Linked DNA regions of Zea mays: region 2 is linked to region 1. Evidence: chromatin contacts called from public Hi-C data. All regions are on one chromosome and are shown on one strand. Each heading gives the region's core, a stretch centred on a gene start, on an enhancer-like site or on the middle of the called end of the contact. The rest is flanking DNA. Distances are from core to core; before and after follow the strand shown. Region 1 holds the start of LOC100382953 (palmitoyltransferase ZDHHC20). Region 2 holds the start of LOC103646666 (transketolase, chloroplastic-like).

What was found. Hi-C and Micro-C count contacts between places; a contact is called where the count stands out from the background.
Region 2: a contact with region 1 is called in a Hi-C map of leaf, with 4 times the contacts expected there. The contact joins the promoter of LOC103646666 here to the promoter of LOC100382953 in region 1. A contact is called at or near these places in 3 of 25 Hi-C or Micro-C datasets (ear and leaf).

What each region holds. Positions count from the first base shown.
Region 1 is chr2:88,915,911-88,919,882 of Zm-B73-REFERENCE-NAM-5.0, reverse strand. It overlaps LOC100382953 (palmitoyltransferase ZDHHC20), which reads right to left and starts at 1,382. Exons shown (of 7, transcript NM_001175638.1): 1 at 1,066-1,382; 2 at 314-557; 3 at 134-225. The coding sequence starts at 1,278.
Region 2 is chr2:89,229,913-89,234,549 of Zm-B73-REFERENCE-NAM-5.0, reverse strand. LOC103646666 (transketolase, chloroplastic-like) reads right to left here and starts at 1,346. Exons shown (of 7, transcript XM_008671369.4): 1 at 819-1,346; 2 at 175-265; 3 at 1-91. The coding sequence starts at 980.

The sequences.
Region 1 (3,972 bases), core at 133-2,632:
CACTTCATTTTGGATAGAGTGATTCATCAAACCAAACACCTCATTAATGCATCAACCACAAACTTTGAAACCCAAAGGTCAATCTATCTTCCTACTCAAAAAGGAGCATATATCAGGTATAGTAGTATTATACCAGGAACAGAAGAAAGTATTTGTAGTTCAGTGCCCCAACACAATTAACCACCCACACACAATGATGATCCATCTTAAGAACACATCTTCCACCTGAAATCATGTAGAGGCAAAGCACACAAAAATGATATTAGTCGATTCATGACAGCTGGCAAAACATAAAGCTGATCCATATACTTACAAACAGAGCAATGGTGGCACCGAGGTGGCTTCAACTGGTTGCATTTCCTACAGTACCTAGCCCTTGGATTTGCCGTATTGCCAAGAGCCACAGATTGCTGTGAATTCATCTGGCTACTGAACTCTGAGCTAGTGAGAGGAGCAGTTTCTCCCCTCTCCGCATCAAAATCAAGATTCCAATTTGGTGGAACAGAACCAGGGTCAGTGAGCACCACAGAAAAATAACTCCATAAAAGCATAGCAAGCTGCAAAACAGAGAGTAAATTATCCTATTAGCACACTAAACAAAACTGAGAGAGAACGGTGTAACATAATTTTACTAGTGTTTACAGTTAACTATGTTGGTAGGCAAAGCACCAGAAGTTCAGCCAACCTTATGGTTCTATAATCAGTAGCGCTCAAATGTATTGGATTAGATCATCTAGGAAAGTTTATTTTTCTTATTAAACTTCTTTCAGCATAGTTGGCTCCATTTTAACATTTGACGTATCCTCTATTAAACAAACCTACCATGTTGTCAGAAAAAAATATTAGTAAAACAATAATTGTAGCCGAATCAAGACAGTCGCATCCAGTGATGTTCAAAATCCATACGATATAACAAAATTGCTCCCAAGAACTAAGATCGGCACCCAATGATACCCGATCCCGCTGATGTTAGCATCTTCACCACCAAAAGAGCAGATATTTCTCCGGAAGGACGACCCATCCGAATCTCCCCACCCCACTCCCTAGCTACGTGAGGCTACGCACCAGAAAGTGGAAGAGGAGCAGGACAGCGAGCGCGGCGAGAGTGGTGCCGCCGCCGGTGAGGAGGGCGGGGCCGTAGTTGCAGAGGACGACAGCGTAGTAGGTAACGCCGACGATGGCGAGGACGAGTAGGATCATGATGGAACCCAGCCCACGGAGAGCCGTGCAGAACCGGAACACGTTCCACGCCATCGCGACCCCCGCCGATCTGTACATGGTCCCCCCCGCTACCTCCGCCTCCGTCACGGCTGCCTCGGGCAACCAGGGAGGAGGACCGAGCAATACACCGGCGTCCCCCCGCTGGATGATCCAGAAACAAGGCGTCGGAGGAGGATTGGGAATTTGAGATTAAGGAAGACGAAGACGGGGGCAGCCGCCAGCCGGGCAGGTAGAGCTGGAGGTGGACCTCGCCGCGTCCTTGTTCCTTGCTTCTAGATTTGCTTCGGTGACGCGTTCTACGTTTTCCATGTCGCTTGGTCCTATTTTCAAAGCGAATTAATAACTGAATCCTTACGAAGTTCGCTGAAAATTGCTAAAAATTATGTCAAATCCCAAGTCTATTTCTGTGTACAACGATGAAGCATACGTAACAAAAACCCAGTGACGCGGTTAATATAAGGTAGTGTTTGGTTACTAGGGACTAATTTTTAGTCTCTCCATTTTATTCCACTTTAGTCTATAAATTGCAAAATATAGAAACTATGACTTTATTTTAGTTTCCATATTTGACAATTTAGTGACTAAAGTGGAATAAATTGGAGGGACTAAAAATTAGTCTCTAAAACCAAACACCCCATAAGTAGAATCTACGGTCGCTAAACTTTAGAATGATAAATCGAATTTTTCGTTTTTAGTGCATGTGTTGTAAATGAAAGCCGAAATGGTGTTTTCCATTGCATCAAAGCACTTAGCCTTCATTTTACTGCCAAGAATATAATGAATTTATGCCTTTGTTACGCGTGAAAAGAAGATGATGTTTTTTGCCTTCACCCCAAAAGCACTCATTTTGGTTTCACGTGTCACAAAGTATAGTACAACAAACACATAAAGTTTTTTATTACACAAATGCATTTACAAAGTTTTCTTACAGAAGAGTGTATTAATTCTCTTTCAAAACTTCATTTGTAACGTCATTATAAATTTTCAATACATCTTGGTCTATTGCCTTATTCATGATATCAATGAGGGCCAACGACTCCTTCAGCTCTGAATCATTTTCGGAAATATATTATTTGAACTCCGGTAGAAGGGCACCTATAACAAAAAAATTATTAAGAAAGCATGCATGATCAGAACAAGAGTTTTAGTAAACAAATAAGCAAAATACCATCGAGTTTTTTAACCTCTGCGCTTCCTTACTTGCTTCGGCTTCCTTAGCGGCCTTATTCACCTGGACAAACAATACGTGTAAGCAATAGAACTAGAAAAACAACGAAGCAAAAGTCAAATATCAAATAGAAACCTTTCCTATATTCTTTTTAGCAGCTTCTGAAAGAAACGCAGACGTCTAAGAGGGATGGATGAATTAGGGCTTCAAGAAATCTATTTAATCTAGGCCACAAATAAATCTCCTAAACAAATCTATGCAAATAACTAAACAAGAATATGCAAACTAGATTTTGTCTAAGTGTTGATATCTCTACCGCAAAAGAGTTATGCAATCTAAGATTCAATCCTAAATATCCTAAACTAGGAATATAGAGTTTGAAACTTAAGTACTTAATGTAAATGCGGAAACTAAAGAGCAAATGTAGAGAATGTAAACTCATGTGTCATGTCAGTATTTTTACCGTGGTATCCAGAACCGCGCAAGGTTCTGACTAATCCTCATTGGTGCCCCTACGTAAAGGGTAGTCCACGCGAGTGCCAAGCACCACAGTCAAGTAACTCCGTACAGAGTCGTGGACCTTCTCCACGCGCAAGGAGTGCTCCGCTTCCGACTCCTCTCGGATGCTCCCCGACGTCTCCACTATTGAGCCTTTAGTTGAATCGTCGTGGGCCTCGATCCCTCCGGTACATGATAGCGGCCGCACTACAAATGTGGTTGATGCGGTCTCGCAAGACTCTCGCCTCACTCAGTACAATATTACAACGGCTCACGCAAGAGCCGAGAGGTTTGATGGGTTTTAAACTTACTCAACTAACTAGGAATAGCATAGAGCAAGCACATAAGCGGTCTAACTAACCTAAGCACTTCGCAAAGCAGCTATGCTAATCACCGAGTGATTCTATTAGACAATTGGGTGTTTGAAGCCTTGGAGATGTGTATCACATGTGTTGGTATGTTGCTTGAGATCCCACACAATCAATGGCTAGCCAAAGGGGTATATATAGAGACCTCACTCAAAAGTAGCCATTAAAGGAATTATGCTAGTCTATGCCGCACCAGACCGGTCTGGTGCCTTCACGTCAGCAAGCCATTGGCTGCTGACATCTACAGTGCCGGTTAGGTGTGCCACCCGCGTGGTCTGATGCACGCCACATCAGCTAGTCGTTACCTACAGTTGGGACCGATCTGGTGCCCCAACTCGTTGAAACCCCGAGAGCAGCTTCCTGGCAAGCTGGTCTGGTACATCGGTTTGTTGTACACTCACTGGGTCTGGTGCACCTAGATTCAACCATCTTCTATTTCTTCAACTTTCTTTGCTTGGGCTCTTTTGGTCTTGTGTCTTGTACTTGTGCTAAATGTTTGGAATATAAGCCAGGTTATTATTTCCCTAGGTTGGAATATAAGCCAGTTTCGCGAGCTCTCATCCTTTCACAGGTTAAAGCAACGGCAAGCTCACTGGATCTCTTTGATGCATAAATTAACTATGTTTTCAAACACATCCCTCAGCTTGTTATTTTATGCATTATATGATTTTGGTACTAAAAGACATGTTAATATGGCCACCTAGCCTTAGAACTTTG
Region 2 (4,637 bases), core at 97-2,596, 310 kb before region 1:
ACTTTCATGTCAGTCTTGTTGAAACGTGAAGCTAGATGTTTCTCAGCAAGTGCTAGTCCAACAGCATTTGCAAAACCCTGCCCAAGAGGACCTACATGGCATCAGAAAAGTTTAGATATCAATTTAAGTATCAGAAGAAGGCAAAGCAAAATTTAAAATGTTTCAGCTGGCAACCTGTGGTGACTTCAACGCCAGGTGTTTCAAAATTTTCTGGGTGACCAGGAGTTCTGCTTCTCCATTGTCGGAAAGTTTTCAGATCGTCCATCTGCGCCAGTAAACATGGTTATCAAAATTATAAGCAGAGAAAGATCACCCGACAAAAGGAGGAATAGTCACATAGAAATGAGCATAAATGATTGGAAAGAAGAGAATAATAGGATAAGAAACAAAGTACACAATACCATGTTGGTGGATCGGTATTCACTCTGAAAAGCTTTCAGCTTATCAGCCTTTTCTGCTTTCCAGAACAATTTATTTCAATTTGCAAGCACTAAATTCGTAATACAGATCTCTACCATCTACGGATTTCGGTTCACAAAACTCTCTTTAAAGTCTCAAACCTTTGCTAAAAAATCCTAAAATAAAATCTGACAACGATGAGAGAGTTGCGACTTGCGTCGTCCAATTGATTGAGGTGATCAGTATCACTTGGCAGTTTCAGGACTAAAATAGTACATATTCAAGTTTTGCAGCCCGAAATTCTTCAACGCCGGTGTTTAGCAGCAAAACCCAAAATCAGACAGAGAGGTGTGTGCGTCTCTGTGTGCGTGGATAGGGTAGAAACATGGAGTGGGTTCTGTCAATACTCAATAGCTCACCTTGACGCCATTGTACCCAGCGAGGTGGAGGAGAGCGTACTGGATCATGCACCCGTGGCCGGCGGAGAGCACGAAGCGGTCGCGGTCGAACCAGGCGGGGTTCTTCGGGTTGAACCGGAGGAACTCGTCGAATAGAACGTGTCCCAGCGGCGCGCAGCCCATGGGGAGGCCTGGATGGCCAGAATGCGCCTTCTCCACGGCGTCGACGGCCAGGAACCGGATAGTGTTCACCTACTGCTCCACCAGCTCGGGCTCCGCCGGCTGGGTTCTTGCGCGGAGCACGGTGGTCAGCCGCGTGCCTGTCCTGGGCGCCGCAGCCAAAGGAAGGAGGCAGCGGGCGGGATAGCGGAGGAGGCGGAGTACGCCGCGGCCGGAGCCGGTCGCCGCGGCGGCGGAAGCGGTGGACGCAGGGGCGGTGGAGGCTGGTGTCACCATGGTTGCGGTCTGCGGACGGAAGGCGGATGCTTCTCGGACGCGCGTCGCGATCACGTTAATCGTTAACGAAGAGGGGCCAGTCAATGCGGCAGTGCGGAGGTGGCGTAGCGGCGTGACACCTAGTCCCGGAAAGTGTAGGCTGCTCACCAAATGTAGTGGGCCCGGCATGGAAGCAACTGAATTATGCCACGTCTCGCTTGACGTGTTTGCTCCGGGGCAATTACTGGTGGCGTTTGGATTGTTAGAATAGATAGATTGACGAACGGTACGGAGAATGGATTTTCTAATCGTAAAATGCGCATGCGCGACCGCACACAAATTATCAATAACATGTTAGTGCATAGCGAGAACAAACAACATATGTATTGAGCACCATTTACGCACTATGCATGGCCGGAAGTATTGAAGCCTGGACGGTCTGGCCGGATAGTCCGGTCATATATGTGAGTGTGAGGATACATGATAGTATAGATGTCCAAACGGGCCACCCGGCACGGACCCGGTCCGAACCCGTTTCGGCCCGGTACGAATAGGGCCGAGCCAGGCACGGCCCGTTGATGCTTCGGGCCGGGTCGGGCTGGCCCACGTGCCTAGAGACATGCCCAAACCCGGCACGCACAGGGAAAAATCGTGCCGGGCCGGCCCGTTGGCCCGGTGGGCCTCAACGGACCGGGCCGGGCACTAGCCCGAACCAACAGTAGAACGGTATATAAATACATATATTTAACATAATTAATCATATATAATAACATATTATTTATATATATTAAGACAACAAAATATTTATGTATGCATTTTATATATGTTTGGCCGCGTATTTAGTATTTACATATTATGAGAGAATTAAATGTATTTATATATTTAGTATTTACATAAATATGCGGGCCGCCGTCGTGCCGACCCATTTATCGTGCCGGGCCGGGCCAAAGCACGCGGGCCGCCGTATGTGCCCATACCCGGCCCGCTAAACGGGCCGTGCCGGCCCGGGCCCGTAACCGACCGTGCCGGGCCGTGTTTGGACCGGGCTAAATTCGTGCCGTGTCACGGGCCAAACGGGCGGCCCGCACTGTTTGGACATCTATACATGATAGTATTAAATGAGACGATTAAACTCATATTTCTTCACATGTTTATCTTTATAATCTCAGTAGAGCTGTTAAAGAACATCTAGAAACGAGTCTAGACACCTCCCACTTATATATTTGAAAGGATACGGCCGATTAAAACACCAACAATCGAATTATAGGTAATATATGTTATTTACCTTTTGCCATATGAGTACATAGTAACATAGTTTTCTTCTTCTCAATTTTCACCTCTCTTCAGTTCTAAGTCGTCTAAAGACGTCTTGGGTGGCATGCCAATACTAAGACAAAATCTAGGATCTCTCCTCTCCGACAGGATACCTCCCAAGAGCGAGATCCAGTTACTGTTGGTGAAGGCCGCCGCCTGCACATGCGCGAACTGTCCGACCATAAGACGCGGATCATCCGGCTTCGATGCAGAGAGACCTGCCGTGAGGTATTGGAATGGAAGGTTTGGATTCACACAATTCTTATGAGAAAAAATCATCCGTGGAAACAATTCCAAAATACTGAAAACCCCTAAATAGTAAACTACAACATGTGAGAATAGAATAAGCAAGCATAATTGTCGGGTACCGTAACTAGGGGTACCCCCAACACTCCTAAACATGGCTGGTAACCACCGTCAGCACAAATCGCAAAGCCTGATGTGTGCGGTTCAGGTCAAGGCTTCGTCTACAAAGGAACGCGATCTCGTCTCGTCCGAACCCGGCCTCGGGCGGGAACAGTAGTCCCAGACGAATTCACGCCTCGCCCGAGGGCCCCCTCAGGCAGTGGGCGCACCCTCGGCACGCCTGAGGCCCAACTCAGGTCAAGGCTTCGTCGAGAAGCAACCTTGGCCAAATCACCTCACCAACCGACCGTATCGCAGGCGCATTCAATGCGAGGATCGCCTGACACCTTATCCTGACACGCGTGCTTCAGTCGGCGAGGTCGAAGTGACCGCAGTCACTTCGCCCTTTCATTGACCGACCTGACAGGAAAACAGTGTCGCTCGCCCCGCTCCGACTGCTGTGCCACCCGCCAGGGTGAGGCTGACAACAGCCAAGTTCAGCCTCAAGCGCAACAGGAAGCTGAGCCTCGCCCGACCTTAGGCCTCGGCCTCGGAAGGAGGTCTCCGCCTCGCCCGACCCCAGGGCTCGGCCTCAACCTCGGCCTCGGAAGGAGGTCTCCGCCTCGCCCGACCCTAGGGTCGGCCTCAACCTCGGCTTCGGAAGAAGGTCTCCGCCTCGCCCGACCTCAGGGCTCGGCCTCGACCACGGCCTCGGGCGGAATCGCGTCCTCGCCCGACCCCGGCCTCGGCCTCAGGAGAAGTCTCCGCCTCGCCCGACCTTGGGCTCGGACCGACCGTACCACGAGAGATACATCATTACCCTACCCCTAGCTAGCTCAGGCTACAGGGGAACAAGATCGGTGTCCCATCTGGCTCGCCCCGGTAACAAGTAATGATGGCTCTCCGCGTGGGTCCATGACGACGGTGGTTCTCAGCCCCCTACGGAAGCAAAGAGACGTCAGCAAGGTCCCAACAGCACCGACAACTGTGCTTCTACAGGTCTCAGGCACTTCTCCGACGGCCACGTTACCGCGTACACTAGGCTCTAGCACCTCTCCGACAGCCACGTTGGCATGTACACAGGGCTTAGGCACCTCTCTGCCAGACACGATAGCGCCTAGCTACACCCCCCATTGTACACCTGGACCCTCTCCTTGCATCTATAAAAGGGAGGTCCAGGGCCTTCACGTGAGAGGGTCGCGCGGGGGAGAACGAGCTGACGAACAGGCTCTCTTTCTCTCTCTCGCGAACGCTTGTAACCCCTACTACGAGCACACCTCCCTGGGCGCGGGATAACACGAGCCGCGTTTTCCCCCTTTGTGTTCCATCTCGCGCCAACCAATCTGGGCTGGGACGTGCAGCGACAAATTTACTCATCGGTCCAGGGACCCCCCGGGGTCGAAACGCTGACAGTTGGCGCGCCAGGTAGGGGTCTGCTGCATGTTAACGAACAACTTCCCGTTGAGTTCTAGATGGGTAGTCTGCAGCAACCTCTTCATCCCGGGACACTGCTCCGCTTCGGGAGTCTCGAGTTCATGTCCCTCGACGGCAGCTACGACATGGTACTCCTCCCCCCGCAGCGCGACAGCGACGGCCGTCAGCTCGCCCGGCGGCGGCGAACTCGACGACGTCTTCCCCCCGTGGCAGAAGAGCGACATCCGGGTTTGTGCCGCCACCCTCCTCGCCGCAGGAGGAGGAGACAGGTCAACCGTGGCCAGGCAGAAGGCGACATCTCGTCGGCTGTCG